Regions from separate parts of the Macaca mulatta genome. Here region 1 is linked to region 2. A link is a contact called in public Hi-C data. All regions are on one chromosome and are shown on one strand. The core of a region is the stretch at or near the end of the contact, and the rest is flanking DNA. Distances in the headings are between cores, read along the strand shown.

The links. A called contact is a pair of places that touch in the nucleus more often than the background predicts.
Region 1: a Hi-C map of CD4 T cells shows a contact between it and region 2, with 2.9 times the contacts expected there. The contact joins the promoter of LOC114677424 here to the promoter of MPC1 in region 2. A contact is called at or near these places in 2 of 14 Hi-C or Micro-C datasets (CD4 T cells and liver).

The regions. Positions count from the first base shown.
Region 1 is chr4:5,787,428-5,794,176 of T2T-MMU8v2.0, forward strand. It overlaps LOC114677424, which reads right to left and starts at 1,367. Exons shown (of 3, transcript XM_077999207.1): 1 at 694-1,367. The coding sequence starts at 1,193. SFT2D1 (SFT2 domain containing 1) reads left to right here and starts at 1,237. Exons shown (of 8, transcript XM_015137667.3): 1 at 1,237-1,406. The coding sequence starts at 1,344.
Region 2 is chr4:5,728,691-5,735,540 of T2T-MMU8v2.0, forward strand. It overlaps MPC1 (mitochondrial pyruvate carrier 1), which reads left to right and starts at 4,783. Exons shown (of 5, transcript NM_001260570.1): 1 at 4,783-4,980. The coding sequence starts at 4,910.

The DNA of each region.
Region 1 (6,749 bases), core at 117-2,616, 55 kb after region 2:
GATCCGGACCCCTTTCCTGTAACAGATACACTCTATGACTTATTCAGTAGAAGCATAGAGTTTTCTATAGATCTTACAATCTACTTTCTGACCTTTTAAAATTAAGGACATAAGGATAAGACTTGACATGTTAGTATGAATAGGCCACATAGAAGTATCTTCTGCCTAAAGGATAAGGATGCTGAGCATTAAGACTTTTATCACAAGAAGGCGCGACTTGCTTTCCTAAGGTTCCTGTGGTATTTGTTTTCATCTAAATGAGTTTAGATAAAATTTCTACTGAGGCAGTAGGATGGACAATAAACCTTTCTGAGGATCCACCTTTTAGTTGAAAGATTTTAGGGAGGAAGTAGAGTGGCCAAAGTAGTTAAACAAAATAGACATTCTCATTACCATCTTACCAAGCCTAGAAGCAAACAGAGCAAAACTTATCACTTAATGACTTCTGGAGCCCATATTAGGCAGCCCTGATTTTTAATCTCTTAGCATGGTGGAAAATGAGAGAAAAAAATGCCACTTCCCCCTCTGTTAGTGTTTGTTCATCCAGCACGAGCCGGAGAACAGTGAACGCTTGTTCAACGGTCTGTTTACGCAAAACTAGAAAAATGGGTTGCATTAGCTATTCCTTTTATAAGATTTCACTCTTTCAAACTCCTAGCTGACCAGGGAACTGAGTAAAGAAACAGCTCTCACAAGGGCAAAGGAGTGAGGCAGCCTCCTGCTACTTCTCCTGAGACGGTCTGAAATACAGTTCCTCGCTTTAATCCTGAGGCAGGCGTTTGTGTCTCCGGATGAGGAGACCCAGCTGGGAGGGCTGGCGACGCCCCCAGAGCCCCCTCGTGGGTGGCGGGGTGCTCGTCGGAGCACGGCCACCTGCCCCCAGAAGCCCTCCGCTCCCCGATTCCCGGCGAGGAAAGGCGCATTCGGGGCCGCGGACCCGCCCAGCAGGGCCCCTCGCGGGGTCCGGAGGACGCCGGGTCTGCAGGGTTCACTGGTCGTGCCCCGGTCAGGTCTACCTTCATGGCTGTGCGCCAGCTGTGGGCAGGGGGCCCATACCCACGCTGTGTCCCCGCGCGTTGCCACCCCGCACCTCGCGGACAGTGGGAAGGGACAGCCCCACCATCACCTGCCACTACGCAGACTTGAAGGACCACGTCCAGGCCAGAAGGACACGCTGGTGAGCATGCGCGCATTGCTACGGCGGCCGCCCTGGCAGCGCTGACGAGCCGGAAGTGTGCAGGACCGGACTTCCGGCTGCTCTGTGGGATTCGGGTTCGGGGTTTCCTGGTGGGCGTCAGCGGCCGGCAACAGAGTGCCGGGCGCTACGGCCCTGGAACGGGGCCATGGAGAAGCTGCGGCGGGTCCTGAGCGGCCAGGACGACGAGGAGCAGGGCCTGACCACGCAGGTAGAAAACCCGCGCCCTCGTCCAGTCCCGGGGCTGCCCGCCGGCCCCGGCCGCAGTGAGGACCGGCCGAGCGGGTAGGGTGGGTGCAAGGCCGGGGGTCTGGGCTTCCTCTGCTCGGCCGGTTGATTTAGGAGGGCTCCGTCTGCTTCCTGGGGAGAATTTGAGAACCTTCCTGTTTTCCATGGGGTCTACATAAACCCCCTTTGAGACCCACCCTCCAACTCTTCCATCTGGTCTCTGACTCTCAAGAACCCACCAACGCCTGCCCTCGCTCTCCCAAATAATCCATCGCTCCCACACCCTATTTGGTTTTCTGAGCCTAGTGCGGGGTTTGGCCTCGGGCTATGCAGCGTAAGTAGCTATGCAGGGCATTTATCCTGCGAGCTGCAGTGAGCCGAGACCCTAAAGCTTGTTGCATCTGTTTGTCTCTGGAGGTAAAGGAGGTACTATGTGTGTGTGTGTGTAGGAGGTTGGTCTTTTGGAAATAGGGAGACTGGAGGAAAAATAAACAGGACATTGATAAGTGAAATTATATTGAATTAAACATTTTCTGTTAAGGCAGTGAGTCCTGGTAAGAATTTTTTTTCCTTTCTTAATAAAAGCCCTTGTGTCTGCGCCTTACCAGCGAGAAGGTAAGAAGGTTCAAAGTAGCAGTGGAGCAGGAACTGCGGTATAGGTATTTTTGTTATTGCTTGAGATTATATTGCGTATTATTGTGCGCTGTCACAGAAGTTGGACATTTAAAATTGTATTTCATAAGGCTCTTCTGTTTGTCTCTTCCTGACTTCCTTGTCATTATACTTACTCAGCACTTCTTGTGGGCAGAGTTCTGGGCTACAGTTTTGGGTTCAGAGAGTGTAAGACAAGTATCTGTTCTCATTGCGCTCTGTAACTCTGTACATTACCACAGCCACATGTGGCCAATTAATTTTTTTTTTTTTTTTTTTTTTTTTGAGATAGAGTCTTGCTTTGTCGCCCAGGCTGGAGTGCATCTCGACTCACTGCAACCTCTATCTCCCAGATTCAAGCAATTCTCCTCCCTCAGCCTCCTGAGTAGCTGGGATTACAGGCACCTGCCGCCACACCCTGCTAATTATTTTGTATTTTTAGTAGAGATGGGGCTTTCACCATGTTGGTCCGGCTGGTCTCGAACTCCTGACCTCAAGTGATCCGCCCACCTTGACCTCCCAAAGTGTTGGAATGACAGGCTTGAGCCACAGTGCCTGGAGCAATTAAATTTAAATTAATTAAAATTAAATAAAATTTAACATTCAGTTCCTTAGTCACAGCAACCACATTTCACATGTTCTGTAGACACATGTGGTTAAAGGCTAGTGTACTGAACAGTGAAGATATAGAACATTTGCATTGCAGAAAATTCTATTGGACAGTGCTACTCTAAACTTTGGAGATGCGAAGGTAATATCACTTATCTTGAGCCCACTGTCTAGAGGGGAGAAAAGATACGTGGAGAAGTAATCAAAGATTAGAGTGACTGGCTGTATAGACAAGTGCTGCGAGTTCAGAGGAGGTGATCATTCATTAACAAATATTCAAGTTCCTGCATATGTTTGACATTGTTCAAGATGCACGTGTTAATAACAAGTGACCAGTGCAAATACCTCCTTCACATGGAACTTAAATTTTAATTGGAGGAAACAATGAATAAACAAGTAAGTGTATAATGTGTCAGACAGCCATAGAAAAAGTCAGAGCAGATTGAGGAGGTTGAGGTTGCCGTATTAGATAAGGCCTTCGTGCCAGGGAGCCATGTGTGCACAGCTCAGAAGAGCTGCTGGGATGTCTGAGCGTCCTGTGAATAAGGGCCTCCAAGGCAGAGGGCCCTGCAGATACAGAGTCCCGAGTGGAGTGTGGTCAGCATGTTCAGGGCCAGTAAGGAGGCCAGAGGGGCTCTAGCAGCGGGGCAGAGAAGAGGGACAATTGTAGGAGAGAAGGTGAGGCAGGAAGGGGGATTTTCAATTGTGGGGGTTCTCATAGGCCATGGAAAGGATTTTAGCTTTACTCTTGAGTGTGATAGGAAGCCTTTGGGTTTTGAGTAGAGTGGTGGTGTGACCGACTTGGATTTTAAAGGATCACTCTGGCTGCTCTGTGGAGAACAAACTGTAGAGGCAAGGTTAGAAGCCCAGAGACTGGGCTGGAGACAAGTACAGTTGTCCTGGCAAGAGATGACTGTGGCTCAAATCAGTGATACAAGTGGTTTAAAAAGCGAAAAAGCCTGTTTAAAAAACAAAAGAGTGATCAGATTCTGTAAATGGTCTGAGTGTGCAGCCAGCAGGCCTCACTGTTGACGGATTGGATGTGTGAGTGAGAGGAGGCAAGGATGCCTCATGCGTTCGACCTAAGCATCTTGAGAAGTGGAGTTGCCATTAAATGAATGTGGGAGGAGCAGGTTCAGGGAGGAAAATCATTTCAGTGTGGATGTGAGGTCTGAGATCCAGGTAGCATCCAAGTGGAGATGTCAGGAAAGCAGTTGGACATAAGACTGTAGAGTTTGTGGGAGGAAATAGGAGAGAGATGAGATCGTCAAGTAGAAAACAGATGGGATCCAAGGTTTGACCTCTGGTTTTCTCTGGTGTGTAGAGGTTTAGAGGATGAGTAGCAGCCAGCAAAGACAGCTGAGAGGATCGGCAAGAGGAGGAGGAGGAGAACCCAGAGAGAAGGATGCCCCAGAAAGTGAGGGAAGAGAGTGCTTTAGGAAGGGGAGGGGACCCAGTATTGTTAATGGGTTTCAGAAGTTAAGAGCAGGTTACCTGTGGAGGTTATCAGTTGTCACTTCCACGAGAGCAGTCTTGGTGGCTGGATGGGGACAGAGGCCTGATTGAAGTCAGGGGAGAATAGAAAGAAGATGGAATCAGTATGGGCATCTCAGTGATTTTTCCTGTGGAGCAAAGAAGTGGGTGGTAGTTGAAGTATGCAGTGAGGTTGGGGAACATGTCATTTTCCCAAGGAAAATACTGGATGTTTCTGTGCTTTGGGAATGGTCCGGGAAAGGGGAAAATGATGGTGCAGGCAAGAGGGGATTGTTGCTAGGGGGCTATTGAGGAGTGACTTGGAAAGCAAGTGTCTCTAGGGAGGAGGAAGGGGCAGGAGGTGGCAGTGAGGAGGGAAGACACCTGGCTCACTGCTGTCCAAGTGGTGCAGAATTCGCAGGGGAGAGCCCTGGCCCTGGAGACTAAATTTCAAACCTAGCAGGAAGGTGAGAGGATCCTCAGAGAAGAGGGTGAGGACATAGGGAGGTTTGCTGTTAGTTTTTGGAGATGGGTAGGAGACGAGATGGGATTAAAGGTGCACAGACCTGAATGGGGTGAGGGATGACCTGAGAGTGTTGCCCTTCTTGTGCAGCAAGATGTAACCAGGATAGTGGGCACGTTGGAATTGGGTCTTGACAGGGATGGTTCTCGGCCAGTTGAGGAGTTGGGCGAGGCAGTGAAGGTCATAGGGGAGCATGCTGACATCCAGGCTGTGTCGCCCTCCTGTGGAGGTGCTTTGAGCCCAGGGGAGAGGCACGGTAGCCAGAGTTCTGGGACACCTCTTTTGAGATGTCTGGGAAGAAGTCAAGGAGGGAGAGATGTTGAGCCAGATCTTAGAGTTGATCATATTCCTCCCTTGATCACATCCTTCGGTGACTTCCTGCAGCACCTGAATAAAATCCAGATCCCTCCCTTGGCCTCTCAGCCCTTCACTGCTTGTTGGCCTGCCTCCCTACCCTCTCCCCAGTGCTTGCATTGCCCGGCCCTCTTTCTCCTCCTCAGTTGGAGCATTTTCTTCTGCCCGGGAGACTTGGCATTGCATTTCTTTTTTCTGGAATGCCCCTTCCTGGCTCTTTTCAGAGTTGGATTGGTCACTTCCTGATGTCTTTATTTGGTCACCTCTTTAGAGAGGCCCTTCCTGACCCAGTTACGCTGCCCCTATTTATGTCCTTAGTAGAACCTGCCTTATTAGTTTATTGCCCATTTTCCGCCATCTGAATGTAAGTGCACTACGTTCTGTCTTATTCCCTTCTGTGTATGTAGAACCTACCAAGTACCTGACGTCTAATAGCTGTTCATAACTACTTGTTGAACAAACAGAGGAGTGAGTTGTTTGGATTTGGGTAACTACCAAGGAGAGGTGAGGGCATTGGCATAAGGTACTTGTTGGGAGTTAGATGACAAGAATGGCAGGAACATTCTACAGAGTTCTCTTGTGAGAGCCCCTACTAACCCCTGCTGACACTTTGTGAGATGTCTTAGTCCATTCAGCCTGCTGTAACAAAATACCTTAGACTTGGTGATTTGTAAGCAACAGAAATTTATTTCTTACGGGTTTGGAGGCCGGAAGTCAGAGATCAAGGTGTGCTCATGGGTTCTTGGTGAGCCCCTCCCCGCTTCCTGGTGTCACACTGTTGCCTTTGTTTACATCTTGACATGGCAGAGAACAGACAGCTTTAGTCTCTTTCTCGTCTTATTAGGGCATGGATCCCATTGATGAGGACTCCACCCCCATGACCTGATCATCTCCTGAAGGGCCATCTTCCAGTACCATCACCATGGGGCTGAGGATTTCAGCAGACACTCAGACTATAGCACTCGGGTTGAGACAAGTCCATTTGCTTGTTGACTGAGTATTTCATATTTACAAATGGCATTAATTTATCATGTTTCACTTCAAACATCACCGCGTGGAGGATGATAATAAGAGAAAATTGCCTAATATACAATTTAAGCTCTCTCTGCCTCTCCCACTTAGAAGATTGTAAATATACCTACCTTATCTACTTCCCTCACTGTTCCCGTAGTGGGTGTGGGTGAGGTGGGTAGTGGGAGAGTGTAGAGAAACACAAGGAGGAAACTGTCTTTCCAGGTAGAGGGAGCTCAGGTGGCAGAGGAGACCCCCAGCAGGAGCAGCCAGTGAGGCGGGAGGACAGTCAGGAGAGCCTGTGGGATGTGGGAGTTGAAGAGAACATTGCAAGCAGGAAGGAGTGCCAAAGTGTCCTGTGCTGTTGAGTTGGAAAGGATACTGATGTCTCGAAAATGTCCCTTGGAATTAAGGACAGGGAAGTGACTTGTGTCTGCAGGGTTTCAGCCAGGTGAGGCATGTGAAGCTAGAATGGTCAAGGTGAACTTCCCAACCACTGCCAGGCGTGTGCCAGCCGGGGGTCCTGTCCACTCCCACGACATCAGAGATTCCTGGGAAAGAAGGCACTGGGCTAGGAAGGGAACTACATGAAAAAGTGTGGGGGCCGAAAGGCCTGGGACCTTGACTGCACCTCCCCAGGGGCTGCACTGCCCCAAGTCTGCACTGTGTTCCGAGTATGGCGTGCAGAGGGAGCTTTCCCTGGGA
Region 2 (6,850 bases), core at 3,533-6,032:
GACGTCTCCAGGTTGAAGACCTCACTGCGCCACAGGGTGGCTACGTCCTTGGGCGTACGTACGACTCCAGGCCAAGGACACGGAAACGGACGGAGATGGTTAACAAAGGGGAGTACTCGCCGAAGAAGAAATTCTCAGAGCGGCACCAGTGGAAAGCTGGAACACTTGTTCGGTGTTGGTGGCTGGTTGGGTTGGGAGCCGGTTCGCTGGGGAGGAGGTTCCTCAGACCCCTAGGGGATGTTGAGGAAGGGTCTCCTCCCAGGTTGGGTTTCAGCACCAGCTGTTTTAATTTAATTTAATGTAACTTAATTTAGGAGAGCTAAGTAATTAAACATGAGGCCAAAGTACGTAACAAAGTGGCAGTTTTTTATTTGCAAATATGCATACACTCTCGGACGGGGTTCTCTGGTCCTCAGGTGTAGGGGGCCGGGGAAGTCGTGCCGGCGCTCTCGGGTGATGTTCTCCGGTCCACAAATGTGGGGGGCCAAAGAAGGCACGCCGGCTCCTGCTGGCGGCGGACTTTTATGCCTGGGAGCTGGGAAAGCGGTTGGTAGCGGGACTGCCACTAAGGGAGCTTTTCCGAGCGCAGCGCAAAGGAAGCAGTGGGAGAGGTTCCGTACTCCAGCAGCCTGGGTTAAGTCAAGTCCCTGGCGAATAAGTGTTAGCCATGAGAATGGGTCCTTATTGTTAAGGGGGTTTGGGGGGCTTAACAGCTTCTGTATTTTCTGTTCATGAGATTTTACAACTGAGGTTAAATTTTGTAGGGCCTGTACACTCTTAGGAGGATATACTTGTTTACTCTTAGGGAGGGGTACTTGTTGCATGTATACTCTCTTTATTTGGAGGGTTGCGGTGGGATATGAGGACCAAGATGTTGCATATAGTCCACCTTTAACTCCCTGAGCCCACCGGGGGTCCCAGGGATCCAGCCGCTTTCAATATCACCACCGACTCTACCAGCTCCTCTCAAGCAACATCCTTGCCTCAAGTCCCATTATACCGTAATCCACAGAGTCAAACCCTTCCTTTTTACTACTCTACTCCAAACTCTTCATGGTGTGATCGCACACAAGCTCCCAGCAGGACCCAGACGGCCCCCATTGGAGGCCACTTTTGGTGTAACCAAACTCTATCTAAAACTCTTAACCATACCTCCATCACCCAGTCCCTTTGCGTTCCGGTATCTTTAGTGCCTAGCTTAACCCTATATAGCGAAGGAGAATTGTCCGAACTAGCTTCCCAGCTCAGCTCCAGCAATAACATCCAAAAGCGAGCTGTTTTTCTTCCCTTAATTATCGGGGTTTCCCTAGCATCGTCCCTAGTAGCCTCAGGACTTGGAACAGGGGCCCTCACCCACTCGATTCAATCCACACAGACCCTCTCCACTCAGGTCCAGGCAGCCATAGAGGCTTCAGCTGAAAGCTTAGCCTCTTTACAACGTCAAATCACCTCAGTGGCCCAGGTAGCAGCACAAATAGACGGGCATTAGATCTTCTTACTGCTGAAAGAGGAGGCACGTGCCTCTTCCTAGGAGAGGAGTGTTGCTACCACGTAAATGAATCAGGCCTGGTTGACACCAACGTCCAAACATTAAACAAGATCAAAAAGGAGCTTCAACAATTTAACACCCCCTTAACCCCCGGACCACCGGTATGGCTGCTGCCTGTAGTACAGCAGATGCTTCCATTCCTAATTCCCATACTAATCCTCTGTCTTATGTTATGTCTTGCTCCCATTCTAATAAAATTTCTCCGAGCCAGGGTCCAAGAGATCACCCGAGTCACCTTCAACCAAATGCTCCTGCATCCCTACACCCAACTGCCAACCTCAGACCCTAACTACGCCCCTTAACAGCAGGAAGCAGCCAGACAGACCACGGCGCCCTAAATTCTTATAATCAATAAGAGGTTGGACTGTTTGGGTGAGGGAAAAGGGACAAGATGGAGGAAGGTGAACAAGATGGAGCAGTTCCTGTTGTTTCCGGGTTCTTCATCACAGATTTTCCCACGCCCGGGAAAAGAACCAAGTCAACTGAGCATGCTCAGAGTGACATCAAGCCGGGGACACCGAAATTCAAGAAGCCACTCCTACACACACGCCCCAAACTCCTCTCCTTCCAGCTCCCAGGCATAAAAGTTGGCCGCCGGTAAGTGCCGATGTGACTTCTTCGGCCCCCCACATTCGTGGACCGGAGAACATCACCCGAGAGCGCCGGCGTGACTTCCCTGGCCCCCTACACCAGAGGACCAGAGAACCTCGTCCGAGAGTGTATGCATATTTGCAAATAAAAAACTGCCACTTTCTTACGTACTTTGGCCTCATGTTTAATTACTTAGCTCTCCTAAATTAAGTTACATTAAATTAAATGAAACAAAACAGTGGCAACAGTACATTAGGGGCAGGTGCCCTCTGTAGAGTTTCTCCAAGTGCTGGACCCTGACCAGCAGCCTCAGAGTCACCTGCAGCGCTCATTAGCCACATAGCTTTCAGCCCCAACTCCAGACCTTCTGAGTCTGAGGCTGGGGTCTAGGAATCTGCCAAGGATTCTTCTGACAGCTCAGGTTTCAGAACCACTATTCATGAGGGAAAGAAAAATATTAAGGGCTAAGACAGAGCAGCTATGAGATCCAGGAACCTGTTATCACATGGAAAGTCTCCTTTTCCACCAATCTTGCAGAGCAGTTTGGCTTCATTCAAGAAGCCACTCAGTTTCCTTATACCTACCTTCTGGGTTGATGTGAGGAGGAGAAATAATGTACAAATAGTGCCTAATGCTCAACAAAAGGTAGCTATTAATAACATTATTATTAATAATCAAGACCCCCTCAGTTTTCACAGGTTGTACATTCCTAACCCCATCATGAAGGATGTTCATGTGGAACAGAACAACCTTCCTGGTGTTATTATAAGACTGCAACATTGTGTAATGAGATACACTTTCAGAGGCAATCAAGGTCAGCTGTGACCAATAGAGACCACGATCCTAACAGAAAATGAACCCCACTCAATTAATGGCTTACCATTTTCATTCTCAAAGGCATTTCTTCTTCTTTAACACCACTTATTTTGAATAGCTAGTATATGTAGACTGTACAAACTTCAAAAAGAACAAAGAAAGATACAATGAAAAGTCAGTGTCACTCTTGCTCATCCTTAGAGGTAGCCACTACTAACATTTCTCCAGTATCTTTGCAAACATGAATGTATATATTTTCTTTGTCCCTATGCACAATGAGTAGCATACTTCATACACTATTCTGAACCTGGTTTTTTTTCTTGAAAATAAAAAAGATATTTCATATCAGCACATATAGAGTTCCAACGGCTGTATACTAATCCACTAAATGGATGCACCGTGATTTATTTAACTCTCTCCCTATGGATGGATATGTAAACTCTAATCTTTCCATACTAAAAACAATGCTGTACACATGAAATTACACAAACTGGCTTGTCTATCCTTGGAAATCCCTAGATGGGCTTGCTGGGTTAAGGGGGATGTCCATTATTAACACTAATACACTGCGGGTCACTAACGTTGAGAATTCCTGTTCACCAAAGGCATTTTATTTCTTTTTTTTTTTAATTTTAGAGACAGGATTTCCCTCTGTTACCCAGGCTGGAGTGCAACGGCACAATCTCGGTTCACTACAACCTCCACCTCCCAGGTTCAACCGATTCTCGCGCCTCAGCCTCTCGAGTAGCTGGGATTACAGGCGCGCATCACCACGCCCGGCTAATTTTTGTATTTTTAGTGGAGACGAGGTTTCACTATGTTGGGCAGGCTGGTCTCAAACTCCTGACTTCAAGTGATCCACCTGCCTCAGTCTCCCAAAGTGCTGTGATTACAGGGGTCAGTCACCGCGCCCGGCCACCGGAGGCATTTTAAATGATCATCCACATTAGAAACGAAACGAAACCACCTGGAAAGGCAAGCAAAAGCCTTCAATGTGTTCCTTTCTCTGCCTTGGTGATCCGAAAGTCGTGCTGCGGCTTATGTACCTAGGCGAGGGTCGCGTGCTAATGGTCCCTTTCTTTTCAATATGCACCCGCGGTGGGACTCATAGAACCTTTATTTTCAACACGTAAGCAGTCACGCTCCCTCCAGCCTAAGGCTTTGTGTTATTCTTAAATGCTTTCCTCCTCCAACGCTGCGGCTCCCTCACGAGCCCGTAGCTGCGGCGCGCTGGTGAGGAGCCCCGGCCCTGGGTGCCGTCCGCCACCTGGAGGGACCGGTCCGGGGGAAAGTGCTCGGGAGAAGCCAGGGGCCCCGGCTGCGGTCGCTGGCCCGGGGCTCTGTGCACTCCCCAGTGCCCGGAAACCGCAGGTGGCCCAGCTGGCGGGACGGGTCTGCCCACGAGGATGCGGGAAGCGCGGGGGACGCGGGCCGCCTGGCCAAGGTGCCCTTGCCAGGAATCGGCGCAGACACAGGCCCTGGGCGCCGGGGGAACCCAGCTAGTCCCACCGCGCGCTGCGCCGCAGGGGCCCCACTGCAGGGGGCCCCAAGACCGCGCGACGCTCGGCAGGGCGCCCACAGCCCTGCGGGCCAGAGAGATGTCACCTCCACGCCCCCGCGGGCCGGGAGCCGCTGGAGCCTAGCAACCGCCTGTCAGCCCCAGCCCCGCCCCAGCCGTTTTACGGCAGCGGGCCCCGCCCCCGTGCGCCACAGAGGGCGGGAAGGAGGTGTGCGGCGCGAGCCAGCCAGTCCGCGCCACCATCTCCGGCCCTGCGCCCTGTCATTGGCCGAGAGCCGGGCGGCGCGGCACGGCCGTAAGGCGTGGTGGGGTGTCGTGAGGCGGGCCCCAGAGCTAGCTTGCCGTCGGCCGCCGAGGGGTTGGCCTGGGTGTCATTGGCTCTGGGAAGCGGCAGCAGCGGCGGTGTCCACTCGGGGTCTGGTGTCGGCACAGCCATGGCTGGCGCGCTGGTGCGGAAAGCGGCGGACTATGTCCGAAGCAAGGATTTCCGGGACTACCTCATGAGGTGACGAGCGCCGGAGGCCGGACCCGGCAACCCGGAGGGGCGCCCAGGAGGCTGCGACCCGTGCAGTCCGCGACAAGGGCGGCCGCGAGGACGCGGTGGCCCCGGGCAGCGGGTGGGCCCGGGCCCAGGCGAGAGGGTGCGCTGGTCAGGGGGCCCCTACCTAGATCCCTCCCGGACCCCCACGCCGCGAAGCGGACGGCGTAGAGCCGTTGACAGTGGGCGCCTTTCAGGGTGGGGGTGACAGTGGGTGTCCTCTGCCGGCAGGGTGACAGTGGGCGCCCCTCAGGGCGTGAGTGACAGTGTCCTCTCCCGGCAGGGTGACAGTGGGCGCCCCTGAAAGCAGGGGTGACATTGGTTGCCCTTCAGGGAGCGGGTGACGGTGGGCGTCCCTCTTGGCCAGGGTGACAACGGGGACTCCTCTCCTGGTAGGAATAACAGTGGACGCCCTTCCCGGCCAGAGTGGCAGTGGGGACCGGGAGGGACGAAAGTGACAGTGGGCGCCCCTCAGGACATGGTGACAATGGGGACGCCTCTCCCGGCAGGGGTGACAGTGGGCGCCCCTCAGGGCAGGGTGACCGTGGAGACGCCTCTCCCGGCAAGGGTGACAGAGGCTGGTTCCTCTAGCATGGTTGGCAGTGGGGGAATGTCCCTCCAGGCCAGGTGCCAGTGGCTCGCTCCTTTGCGCGGGAGTGGTCTCCTGGCCGGTTTCTACCAGATCCTCGGAGTGGGTCGCCGGTCACCTGCATCGGTCCAGGTGTGCTAGAGGCCGCGACCTGGGCGTGGGTTGGGGAGACGCCAGCGGGAGGCGCTGCTGAGAGCGCGGCGCGGCGCTGTTGGAGCGGAGCTTCGGGTGCACCCAGCGCGCTTCTGGGACAACGGAAATAAAATGTGCTGGCCTTGGGTTCGCCTTTCGATTTTCTCATTATAAGGACTTTAAGCTTGGGAGGAAGTACAATTTAAGATGTTTTTATATACGAAATTCTGTCATCCAAAGTAAAGTGATGTGTCTCTAAGGACGTACCTTTTTCTTCTTGTTCTATTTTCTGTTAACTCCTTTCCAATTAGAAACAAGGAGCATTCGCGGTTGGAAAGCCTGAAAATACGCTATAATTTATTTGCACCTCTAATCTTGAGGCGCTTGCTTTTATTTCAAAATATTGAATATAACTTTGAAGCAGTTTTAGGTTATTTAGGAGTATTTTAGTTTTTCAGTGAATGATTTTAAAACCAAGGTAAGTGTACAGCTGCGTTTTTTTTTCAGTAGTTAATAGTGTGGTCAAGAGGTAAAGAGATGAAAGCTGAGGAGGAATAAATCCTGTTATAACCATCCAAAAGGTATAGTATGAAGACAACTTGATTTTAGCAATAAATAAGTTTTAAATCCTGAATTTTATTGCTAATACTTTTTACTTCTACTTTTATAGAGCACTAGGGTAGGGAAAATAATTGAGTCTGCCGTATGGTAAACTTGTAAACGGAAGCTTCACTTCTGACTTTAAAAAAAAGACATTTCTATGCTTAAATCGAACTATGATTAATTAAGATGGATATTTAGTACTGTGGAGCACAGCAATTTATCAGATTCATGGTAGTAAAAATGTGAACAAAGTAGCAATCTGAGGATATACTCTTAATCCTTGGACTTAAGTTTCTTTACAGCTTTGAATTTTAGCTTTTTACTAATATCTTGTATAATGAACCTTCCTAATAGTTACAGCTAAAGATAACATTGGATGGTAAAATTAAAAATACAGTTTTGACACCTACCTATATAAAAATTATGGTGATAATTACCTAACAGTTTTCTTTTTTCTTTTTGAGACGGAGTTTCACTCTTGATGCCCAGGCTGGAGTGCAGTGGTGCTACTTT